2 separate regions of the Zea mays genome follow, and region 1 is linked to region 2. A link is a contact called in public Hi-C data. All regions are on one chromosome and are shown on one strand. The core of a region is the stretch at or near the end of the contact, and the rest is flanking DNA. Distances in the headings are between cores, read along the strand shown. Region 1 holds the start of LOC100281836. Region 2 has its middle 24 kb from the start of TRNAE-CUC.

Region 1 (6,224 bases), core at 1,554-4,053, 200 kb after region 2:
GAGTAGAGGCACGAGCACGTGTGAGGAGGAAATGATTCAGCGCTGATGGGCTGGGCCCACTGCACAGAGGGAGAGCGGGGGCGTGCGCGCGAGGGTGAGCGGCACCAATAGGTCGGGCCCACCTGGCAGATGGAGAGAGAGGGCAGGTGCGTAGGCTGGGCTGCTTTTCTATTTTCTTTTTATTCTGAATTTCTAGTTCCTTTTATTTTTATTTTCTCTATTGAATTCAAATCCAACGAAACCACAAATTCAAATTTGAATATTTCAAACATGTGCATCAACCAAAAACAAAGTTTAAGCTCAGCATGATGCAACAATTCATGTCTCCCCTAGGTTTGAATATAGTAAAGAAAAAAATACATCTCCCAAATATATAACCAAAACTCTATTAGAAAGGAAGAAATAGGAAATCTACGGAGATGAGAAAAGTGGTAACACCTGAATTTGGTAGATATTAGAGAAGAAATTTTATACCCCCAAATTCAGGGTGTTACATAGGCTCTATAATCATAGCGTGTATAGATGCATGAATAAATAAGGTGAGCCTATGAGCTATGCGTTTCTTCCACTCCTGATACATGCCAATCAAGTGTTTCTTTGAAACAACCTTCACTGGCATGCTTTGAGGAGCTTGCATAGCCCTTCTGAGGTTTTGCCTTTGCCTTTGCCTTTGCCATAGCCATTGCTACTCTACTGCCATTTTGTGGTGGCTTCGTAAAAATTCCCCCTCTCATCCCCTGATTATTACAGTGCCCATGACCCCTTTCTCTGGAGGGACCTTTCTTCCTTTAAGACTAGAAGTTGGCGTGTGCTTTATGCATGACCGCGTGCCGAATGGATGCTTCTAGTAGTTCTGCATCAGAAGCTCATTCTGAGCCTTAGCACCAAGCAACATGTTGACGAGGTCACATTATTTGTGTACTTGTTGCTACAGTACTGCTGTTGGAGCACCATATTGGAGGGGTAGAAGGTTTGGAGAGTTTTCTCGATCATCTCTAAGTCTATGGCTATCTGGCCACAGAAATGTAGCTGAGCGACAATGCGATGGATGACAGTGTTGTAAGCCTCAACTGCATTGAAGTCGAGAGTGGCCCATTCATGTTGCGCCCGCGGGAGCATCACATGCTTCTCCACACTGAAACACTCACATAGCTCTGTCCACAATATCATATGGTCTTTCACCTCTGGATACTCCATCTTCAGGCCTGGATGGATGTGGTGCCCGACGAAGATCGTAATTTTTGCTTTCTCATGAAGTTTCAGGCAAGTGTCATTCGGGCCCTACCAGAAGATCTCCTTTCCTAGCTATATCGCCTCTAGGTGAAACTTGCAGTCGTTAGTCTAGGTCGGTTAGTTCTTGCCATTGAGGACAAGCTCCACGAATCAATTCTGTTGTCTTCAACCATAGTCCGTCACACAAAATTAACTTTAGGTTAATTAGGCGTGCTAATTATCAATAATAGAAATTTAAATAGATAAATTGCATGACCCACGGGAGCCGGTCCAGGGCGTGCTGACGAGGCGTGGCTGAAGCATATGCCGACGAGCTGCGCCCCAGCTGGCCGAGCAAGCGCGACCCAGTGCGGGGTGGCGCCGTGGGCTGACGCAGCGTGAACCATCTCAGCTCGAGATGGCGTGACCAGCAGCAGGGCATGGGTGCGTGGGTCAGTGTGACATCAAGGCGCAGAGTTGGGGGCGCCGACATAGTGTACGACTAGAAGCCGGCATGACCGATCTATTCATGAACGCAACGTGTGGGCCACCGGTGGGGTGGGTGTGTAGTGCACGCGACTGGCGCACGAGCCTCGCCATCGGGGTGATTCGTACGACCCGCGGTTAGTAGGACATCGATGGCTTTTTAAGTAAAAGTAATAGATTGGATATATTAAGCAGGTCAAATCATCAGGATTTAACATGCTAGTGTATACATAAATCAATCTACAATATGTATCTGACAGTAAGAAATCACTCTACAATATGTATCTGACCGCGAGAAAACAATCTAGTTTGAACAAAATCTACTAAACAATTGTCTAGAGCGGTCAAAAACGACATACCGTGCTTCTTTATTCAGCGAACGGAAACGAAGCCTATCATGTAAGACAATTAGGCAAGGCGGGAGGACTTGCTGTGGTGCAATTTCCAAATTCAGACCTTGAACCCTCTCCTCAGCAATGGAGGGCTTATTCTCTTTTTGTCGAGGCAGAAGCACAAAAAACTATTTCCTTGTTATATAGAAGACTAGAGCTTCTCGTTTGATATTAGCCCACATAAGATTTTTTGATAGTATAAGGCCATCTCCAACTGATCCCCTATTGTATCCTCTATTTTATTCCTATATTAAACGCAACTCTGTAAATAATATCATCTAAAATTCTGTGTTACCTATTTTATTGGATAAGTGAGTCTAATATTTTGATCCAAACAGCGCTTAATCTCTTCCCTTGCTGTAAGTTCTCGACAGATTTAGCTGGGTTAAAATTCAGACTCAAAGACATATAAATTGATGGGCTGGTGTTATTTCCACGTGGGGGTGGACCCCTCACGGGCCGGGCCGCATTCTTGGCCAACCATGGGCTATCCGCAACATTGCAGACTCCGGAATCCGGATTGGCCGAATGGGCCCGGCAGCCGAAAATGAAAAAGGAAAGGATCGACCCTCTAGCGCGATCGATCCCCGTGCGCTGGGGCCCAAATTAGGAGAACCTCAGTACCCCACGTGATCCACGGTCCGCCCGCCGCGCAAGCTGGGCCACGGGCTCGCGGGCGGGCATGCGCCGGTTCCGCGAGCGACCACCCCGCCATCCGCGGAGCCTGCCCTGCGCTGCCCACCGCTCCTCCGCCTACTCCGGCCTCAGCTAATAACGATGGGTGGTGGGAGCCGAGCCCTTTCCCTCTCCTCCCTCTGCGCCACCACCCTCGCCGCCGCCAAGCCCCCACAGCACCCCGTCCCCTTCGCCCCGGCTCACCGCGCGCTCCCCCACCGCCTCGCCGCCGCCATGTCCTCCTCTTCCTCCCCGACCCCCGCCGCATCGGTGGACGCCGGTGCCCCGGCCCCTTCGGCGTCCAACGCCATCGACTTCCTCACGCTCTGCTACCGCCTCAAGGTGAGCGACTGAGCGCCCCTGTTTAGTCGCTTCGCATTTCCACGGGCCGGCTTGGTTGAGATGGATGGAAATGTGACGCGATGGATGAGATTGTGGATGTAATTGCAGACGACCAAGAGGGCGGGGTGGGTGAAGCGCGGGGTGCAGGCGCCCGAGTCGGTGGCCGACCACATGTACCGGATGGGCGTCATGGCGCTCGTCGCGGCCGATCTACCCGGCGTCAACCGCGACAGGTGATCCTGACAGTTTCGCTCTCAAGTCTAGCTCGGCAGTATTTAGCCTTCTTACGGTTCCGTTTTCATACACTGTTTATTTATCCCTTCAATTACAGGTGTGTCAAGATGGCGATTGTGCACGACATTGCAGAAGGTATGGTCTCAAAAGACTTCCGTCTAGACGGCTTCACTGAAGTTTTGGGGCTTTGTGTGAGATGAGGGATGCAATTTTGTGAATATGCGAGCCTATTACTACCTGAGATGTTGGTAGATGGTAACTAGACCACTGGACTGGAGACCTGTAGTAGGAATGTAGGATGTGTGTTCAAGTACTTGTGCCAATTAGTTGGTTCTTTGACCTCTGCTAGCCAAAGTGTAAAACTTTAAACTATGTGCACATTTTCCTATTTTCATTCAGAAGCATGCTCAGCTTAGAAATGAACACATGATTTTGCCCTCCGCTCATATGGACTCTTGCTGCTGTTCCTAAGCCAGCTTGCCTGTTTCTGGAACTAACTGCCTATGAGGATGTGGGTTCAGTTGACTCATTTCAATTGTTTTTTCTTTTGGTACTCCAGCAATTGTTGGTGACATCACCCCTTCTGATAATGTACCCAAGGAAGAGAAGAACCGCAGGGAGAAAGAAGCATTGGACCATATGTGCGAGCTGCTTGGTGGTGGTTCAAGAGGTGAATACTGAAACTTGCAATTGTGATACATTAGCATTTTATGCTGTAGTTAATTAGGCATCTTATGCCTCAAATTGTCTTTTCATGATTTAGTTATATATGAAATGAATGTGGTGCTATTGCACACTGGCATCATCTTTCTAGATTACTCAATAGTCTAGACTTAATGATCCCATTATGTGTGCATAGTACCATAGTTTCAAGGAAAAAAGAACAATATGTGGATGCCAATGAATTTTGTGAATACAATACTATAGTACTTGCAGGTCATATACATATTTTATTTTACCCTTGAAAAGCTATTCATCTGTTATTATTATTTCTTAGATGGTCATTTTTCCATCCGATACTTTTCACTTCCATCAGGGAAGCAGATCATAACCTGGCAATTATTTTGTAGAAATCCAGCGGGCAGCTTTTGTTCTTATTTTTTGATACATAGTTTAAATAAGTATTGGATAATTCTTAGAGTATTCACATCCCTTAGTTAGGTGTCAAGGAAACTCTTGGTAACTTAAAATCACTCAGATTATTTCCAGAGAAACTGTTATTTATACTTCTCTTTTTCTTTTTATAAGGTGTATTAGTGTTTGAGAATTTCATTCAAAGATATGCTTTATCCAATAATTTCCCTTGCAATATATGAACTCAATATATTATCAATTACTACAAAAGCAATGTCTCACTAAAATGCATGTGAAATATGAATCTATAGATTTATCTTTGTGCAATAAATATACAAATATTTTGACTAGTTTCATTGACTTTTTTGAATCCTTACGCCCTACATTTTGAAATGGAGGTTGAAAAGATAAGGGATGTTTTTGTAGAAGCCAAAACCGAAGAGTTTATATTCAGCAAATGTTGATGACTATGAGTTTTGGAATTTGAACATGATATTGTAATTGATGGTGATAATATTATTCCATCTCTAATGATTTTCTACCTTGAAGCATTATGGATCGTAAATTATTTATGCTCAAATGGCTATCATAGCATCCAACATTTTTTCCCTAAGAGTTTCACAACATAGAATTCTAGTATTCTGGTTGTGTTCTCATTATTCATATCATTAATCGTTAAAAAATATTGGAGAGATCCAGCATCCCTTACATGTGAAGTGAACCTTTTAGAACTAAATAAAGTATCTTAGCAGCCTTTTGGAAACAGTTTTTCATGCAGGATAAAAGGATGTTCTCTGTACAGGCGAGACTAAAGAGTTCATGTGATCTTTGACATGGTATATATAATAAATACTTGCCTTTATCTGCATGCTGTTGTCTTGCAGCACAAGAAATTCGTGAACTTTGGATGGAGTATGAGGAGAATGCGTCTTTGGAAGCGAAGGTTGTCAAAGATTTTGACAAGGTACAGTTTCATATTTCAATCCATCAAGTTGGTGGCATGATTGCAACGTCTGTCTGAAGCTATCAGATGGTAGTTCTTGTGATCATTCAATAGGCAATGCATATAACTGGCAGGATATTTAACTAATGTAGGCAATCATTATGATTTATGGCCCTAACCCATATGGCTCCACTTCTTCCTTTTCCTTTGCATGCTGTAATCCTTTGTTGCACTGTTATATTTCCAGGTTGAGATGATACTTCAAGCTCTGGAGTATGAAAAGGGTGAGTTCATACTGGTGCTTGAATATTTGAACTAACATTTCCCATGCACAGTAGCTATAAAGTACAAACCACAACTATTTAAATGCATTCATCAAATATTCTTGTTGTAATAACCAAATAAATGTATATAGTAAAATCAGCTCACATTTCACATTTCAAATACAGCACATCTTTTTCTTTGCATCATTTGTGCTTATATTGGGTAGGCCTGGTGTAGTGGTGAGGGCAGTCTCACTAAGTCACTATGTTGCCAGTTCGAAACAGCCTCTCTGCATTTGCAGGGGAGGCTTGTCTCGATTTATCCCATCTCAAGACCCCACTCATGTGGCAGCCTCCGCCCTAGATCTGCCCATCTGTGCTTACACCATTATTTAATTTGCTCCACGGCCTTCTGGGTGTGAGAAGTGATACATATGATCAATGTACTATCACTTAACACCTGGTGAACTCCTTGTTGATAGATGGGGTTAACAGTATCACACTTACGCCTATGTATTTTAAAATTTTCAGAGCAAGGACGGGACCTTGAAGAATTCTTCCAATCAACAGCAGGTGTGATTTTTCTCTTTCTGTTATGCTCTT
Region 2 (6,390 bases), core at 2,825-5,324:
ATGACTAATGTGTTTTCAAGTGAATTTCTACTAAGTCATAGATTGAAATGGAAATAGAGTCTTTGGCGAAGACAAGGCTTCCACTCCACTCTATCGGTATTATTTATCCTTCACCGTTACTCCGCACCGCTCTCCACTTTGGTATAATCTTCCCTCATACTTACTTGTACCATTGGGGAGGAAGTAAAAAGGGCTCTAAAGACTCCATTTTGGCGATTAATGCCAAAGGGAGAGAGAGTATTAGCCCAAAGCAAAAGGACCGCACCACCACCAATCTCAAAGTTTAAAATGAAGTTTTCCATTGGTATCTTATGATGAAATATTTAAAGGAGGATTTTTCAATTGGTTAGTATTTTTCAAATTGGTATAGTTAATCTTTTTTCAATTGGTAAAACCCTCTTGAACACTAAGAGGAGAATTTCATCCAGGGGGAGTTTTGTTTAAGTCAAAGGAAAAACATTTGAAACAGGGGGAGAAAATTTCAAATCTTGAAAATGCTTCTTGCAATCTTATTCATATACCTTTGACTATTTGCAAAAACAAAATAAGTGGTGCAAGCGTGGTCCAAAATGTTAAAAGAAAGAAAGCAATCCATGCATATCCAATGAAAGAATAAATTGGTTTAACTCCAAGCAACCTTTGCACTTACCTTATGCAAACTAGTTCAATTATGCACTTATATATTTGCTTTGGTTTGTGTTGGCATCAATCACCAAAAAGGGGGAGATTGAAAGGGAAATAGGGTCAAACCTTTTCCTAAATGATTTTGGTGGTTAAATTGCCCAACACAAATAATTGGACTAACTAGTTTGCTCTAGATTACATGCTCTACAGGTGCCAAAGGTTCAGCACAAACCAATAAAAAGATTGAAGTTAGGGTTCAAAAGAAAGGAGCAAAAGAAACCAAAGAGAACCTTGGTCTGGCGCACCGGACTGTGTCCGGTGCACCAGGGTGGATCGACTTCAAACTCTTCACCTTCGGGTTTCTGAGGCCGCGCTCTGCTATAATTCACCGGACTGTCCGGTGTGCCAGCGGAGCAACGGCTCCCAAGCACAATGGTCGACTTCAACGGTCGGCTGAGAAGTGAACAGTGCGCGGACAGTTCGCGCAGAGTTAGAGCAGCGCCAGAAGGCGCACCGGACCAGTGAACAGTGACTGTCCGGTGCGACACCGGACTGTCCGGTGGCCCAGGCTGTCAGAGCTCCAACGGTCGAAACCGTCATAACCCTAACAGTTGGGTGACGTGGCTGGCGCACCGGACTGTCCGGTGCGCCCATCGACAGCAGCCCTCCCCAACGGCTATTTTGGTGGTTGGGGCTATAAATACCCCCAACCACCACCATTCAAGACATCCAAGCATTCACTACTTCTCATTCAATACAAGAGCAATACACAACACTCCAAGACATAAATCAAAGCCTCCAATCAAATCAAAGTCCACAATTCAACTCTAGTTTTTAGGACCTGCGAGAAGATCGACTTGTGTTCTTTTGTTGCTCTTGTTGCTTGGTTGGCTTTCTTCTTTCTCTCATTCTTAATCTCAAAGCCTTGTAAGCGAAGCAAGAGACACCAATTGTGTGGTGGTCCTTGCGGGGTCTAAGTGACCCGAGAAATCAAGGAAGGAAGCTCACTCAGTCTAGGTGACCGTTTGAGAGAGGGAAAGGGTTGAAAGAGACCCGGTATTTGTGACCACCTCAACGGGGAGTAGGTTTGCAAGAACCGAACCTCGGTAAAATAAATCACCGTGTCATCCGCTCTATTTCTTTGGTTGATTTTTTCGCCCTCTCTTTCGGACTCGGTTATATTTCTAACACTAACCCCGACTTATAGTTGTGCTTAAAGTTTATAAATTTCAGATTTGCCTATTCACCCCCCTCTAGGTGACTTTCAAAAGTCAAATAAATTAATAATATAATGTTCACAATAAGAATGAACTAGATCAGACAACAATTTCTTTCAAAATAGGTACATGTATTTCATTTGTAGTGGATATTGTGATAAAATGGAAACACCAAATCTTTCTCCAAAAAATCCAACATGTGACTTTGTGATGTTGTTTAGGGTTCCTCCCCCTTTTATTATTCTTAATATTAGACACTGGGTCTGTGTAAGTGAGTTTCAGTGAACTGGAAGCGCGTCGTCGTTGTTGGAGTAGGTGCAGTTTAGTGAAATCTATCATACTGCTGCTAAATCTATCGTTGATGGAACTCTAGCTGACGGTGAACCGAGGACCACCTCCTTTATGCATGCGTCTGTGCTAGCAGCAAGCTGGTGCCAAGGGCGAGAACGTCGTTATGAAGGTGTCCGGGGACAATGGTGCAAACCACTTATGGAGGTGTGGAGTTTGTGAAGGTGCCGCCACTGTACCCACTGCCCTATGTAGGGGATGGACCGCTAAGCTAAGCTAAGCTACCTCATCGCCAATATGGCCTAGCTCCAATGTTAAACTCGGTTGCGTTACATCTGTCAGATCATCGGGTACGTACATGTTTTGTACGTATGGTAATTATCGTGTATATTTGTGAAGTGTATAATGTCAGGACTGAATGTCTATGAGTTTCAAGATTTCTATGTTTTTTTTGTCCACTCAGTATATTCGGGCAAAAAACTTTTTCCTTGAATTTGATTTTTTTCATTTATTCTTAGTAGTACTAAAGCATGCATGGAAGTTATTAATAAAAGAAATGTATATAGAAAAGTAAATATGTTTGTGTGTGGTAAACTTTGGAATGTAATGTGCGAATGGTCATATGGCTTGAAGATTTCACATAATAATCATGCCATCTTTGTTGCAATCTTTCCACCGGCCCCAGCGTGTTTACACCATTCTCATTTAATAGGCTCATTTCCCACACAATCGATACGAGCAGTCCACATGTCACACCTCCGTGGCTGGCACTCTTTCTCCGCCTCCTCGCTCCCTCTCCGCGCCTCGACACCCTACTAAAATTAATAAGAGATATGAATTATGCAAGTAGATGTGACAAAAAATAGTAATTGCATCAATGGTCAATGGTCATATATCCCACATAAATATCGTTTTCATGTAATCGTTGTCCCTAACATTTTATCGAAAATTTTGTGTCATTGCATCACTAAACAATGATCTATGCGTGCACAAGTGTCTCCGTTGCAACACACGGATATATACCTAGTGATTCATGAAATGTTTTGTTGCTGCTCAATGTGAAAAGACTTAAAATCCGTAGATATCTCAATTATTGTCGGTACATAATTGTTTATAGCTGAATTATTGTTTACAAGTGTATAATGAGTAAAACCCCGCATGTGACCTGAAACCCGACATGTTCGGGTGTGGGTTTGGAATGGAACCTGCGAGTACGATCGTGGGCAAGTTTAGGTGGACTTTGAGGGTGCGATCACGGGAGGATTTTTGCTCCACCCGACCCAAATCTGACATTTGCCATCCTTACCTGCTGGTACTGCATCGACTATCCACCGGTGCCCCGATGTAGAAGGTAAGAGTGTGTTTGGGTCAACTTTTTTAAGTAGGTTTAGCTTTCTAAACCAGATTTGCTGTTATTAAACACAGAGGCTTAAGAGAAATGTTGGGGTCTCTCTCCCATCGATCTATCTATTGGCCCTAAAAAATGTTTGAACAAAGACACGTTAGTTGCCCAATAACGAGTAGATTCTTTCCGTGTTACATAAAGTTTTGGGCCACGGTAACTATATCGCTGTACAATATATACCTCAAGAGCTTAATTATGTAAGAAAAGAAATATGGTATACATATACGCAAATAATAACATGCCATTCTAGCGTAGTGCTCAGTCAACCCATTTTAGATTTAACCGGATTTAATTAAAAACTATTTATAATCTTAAACAAGCCATTAATTTTTTTCCAAACAACGTCTGATTTGGTCAAAAAAAAAGAAATTCCTTGTTCATAGGTCTTATTTGGGCGCCAAATAAGCACAATGAACAAACAAAATTGTTATTTAAATAAATATATTTTCAAATTCAAACATAGTCAAACCTGGCCAAAATTTGGCCTCAATCCATAAGGCCTCTTGCCCTCTTCTATCCACCTGGCACACCAGATGATGCCTTTTATGGCCCAAGCCCATTTTCCAGAACATGCCTTCAATGGGCCAAGCCCATTTTCGAGAGAACAAGTGCACAAAAAAATCAAAAAAAAACTTTTGTTGCAAAGACTTGAACCTAGGTCTCTCAGGTGAAAGCCGAGTATCCTGACCAACTAGACTACAACAGAACATGTTCTTTACTTTTCTCAGAATTAGTAATCCTGTAAATTTGTTATGAATTATGATGTTTCGTGCGTAGCCAGATTATTTAACGTTTGGAACCTCGTGTGATTAACAACGCGTTAAACGCGCACGTCGATATGCAGTCCTTTCTCTTCTCCCCGATATGGAAAAAAAATATACGTGCAGCATTCTTGGATTTCCTAAATATAGGTGTGCAGTGTGCTCGTACGTACGTGTACTTGTGGTGCTGCTGGTGCACCACAGTGTACGTCTTCGCAGCCACCGCCGGGTCGTGCTGCTTGCTGCTGGTAGGTCGTAGGGGATGTGGTTCGTGATCCAATGGATGCGGTTATATAGGTATGGATGAATATTTTAATCTTAGCTCCAACCCGTACTTTCGTAGTTGTGGGCACGAGTTTCTATTTTGTGATTCGTGTTCGGTCTAAAATTTAATTCATTTTTTATTTTATATAAATATAAAAATGATTAAGATATAATAGTAATTATTTTGAACAAGTGACTTTGTCTAATGATTCATAAAATGTTTTTTGTTGCTCAATGTGAGAAGTCTTATAATACGCATATATAACTTAATTATTGTCGGTATCTAATTGTTTATAGCTGAATTATTGTTTACAAGTGCATAATGAGTAAAAATCCGTATGTGACCCGAAACCCGAGGATTCTTGCTCCACCCGACCCAAATCCGACATGTTGCCATCTCTACCTGCTGGTACTGTATCGGCTATCCACCGGTGCCCCAATGTAGAAGGTAAGAGTGTGTTTGGGTCAACTTTCTGAACTAGGTTTAGCTTTCTAAACCAGATTCGCTGTTAAAATTTTGAAATCTCAATCAAATGGGTACAACAACAGAATATGTTCTTGAAAATCTATAGATTCATTTAGTTCAATTCAAAATTATCTCATGCCCTATATTTTTTAGAATCATGTCATTCATGTTACCAACATATCATGTTCTAGAATCTAGAGTTGACAGTTATATCAACGAAACATATTTTGCCTTTCCTACAACTGTCAACTTAACAACTTTCTTATAGCTTACCGCTAGAATTAGATTTTCCAGAAATCTAAGTCCTATACAAAACGAACCCTAAGTGGTCGTTTGCACCCAAGGGGTGATGCTTGTAGGGGCCACGGTCATGTGGTAGCAATAAGGCGACGACAACCGAATTATGCGACCGCGGAGGATGAACCGAATCCAAATTGCAAGCGGATACCGTTGAGATGGCCAATGGTGAAAAATATGTCACAACAACACTACACACCATTTTCAGCGGCCAAGGTTATTTTCGGCGGCCAGGGCTTAGGCGCCGAAAATAAGAACTTATTTTCGGTGGCTTCTGACACAGCCGCCGAAAACACGATTATTTTCGGCGACCGCTGACACAGTCGTCGAAAATAACAGCTTATTTTCTTCTCTTCTTCTCCTTCTCGCTCGGTCGCCGCCGTCCACCGCCGCGCCGCCCGCCCACCCCGCCGTGCCCGCCCCAGCCGCAGCCACACCCCCGTCGAGCCACGCCCCCGTCGGCTCCGTCCCGTCGTCCGCCGCCGCCCTCGGCTCCCGTCGACTGGCCGCAACCGAGCCCTCCTGCTGCCACCACTCTGTCGTCGTCGCCGAGCTCTTCCCATCAAGAGGTTAATTTTTTGCGTATTTTATTCCATGTTTTCGGCGACCGTTATTTAGTTGCCACCGGAATTAGTATATATTTGTAATTGTGTTTGTTTGATTACTGCGTGTGATTAGTATTATTGTTTAGTTCGATTTCATTAATGTATTAGTGGTGTTGGGGACTTGTTCTCAAATGCTAAGAATTAAGAACAAGGCAACATAAAAAATGTTAAGTGTTAAGGTCCTTCGTCCTCCATAACGATATATCCCTTCGGGATATAAAGCATCTCGGACGAAGGTTACGAAGGACAAACCTTCGTAAGCATAACAACGAAGAATGAAGCATTCACATAAATCATAGAATAAACATTTAAATATTGTCATAGAATTATCTATACTTGTATTAATGAATACAAATGACTTTGATTTACAAATATACCTTCGGTCTTGTGGAAGGCAGAAGTGCAAGCGTGGTGCGAAAGCAAATGACAGGATCACGTGAATAGTACAGAGGTACTGTTCATC

The links. A called contact is a pair of places that touch in the nucleus more often than the background predicts.
Region 1: a contact with region 2 is called in a Hi-C map of ear, with 4 times the contacts expected there. The contact joins the promoter of LOC100281836 here to the enhancer-like site in region 2. A contact is called at or near these places in 2 of 25 Hi-C or Micro-C datasets (ear and tassel).

The regions. Positions count from the first base shown.
Region 1 is chr5:92,656,679-92,662,902 of Zm-B73-REFERENCE-NAM-5.0, forward strand. LOC100281836 reads left to right here and starts at 2,804. Exons shown (of 8, transcript NM_001154756.2): 1 at 2,804-3,107; 2 at 3,216-3,340; 3 at 3,439-3,476; 4 at 3,901-4,011; 5 at 5,300-5,379; 6 at 5,606-5,642; 7 at 6,153-6,194. The coding sequence starts at 2,868.
Region 2 is chr5:92,457,842-92,464,231 of Zm-B73-REFERENCE-NAM-5.0, forward strand. No RefSeq gene overlaps it. Among protein-coding and RNA genes, the nearest start is that of TRNAE-CUC, 24 kb to the left of the region's middle. Within about 2 kb of position 4,075, at least 15 of the 20 cell types and tissues checked have an H3K27ac peak or open chromatin away from gene starts, as enhancers often do. A contact at or near this core is called in ear and tassel, where this site is marked.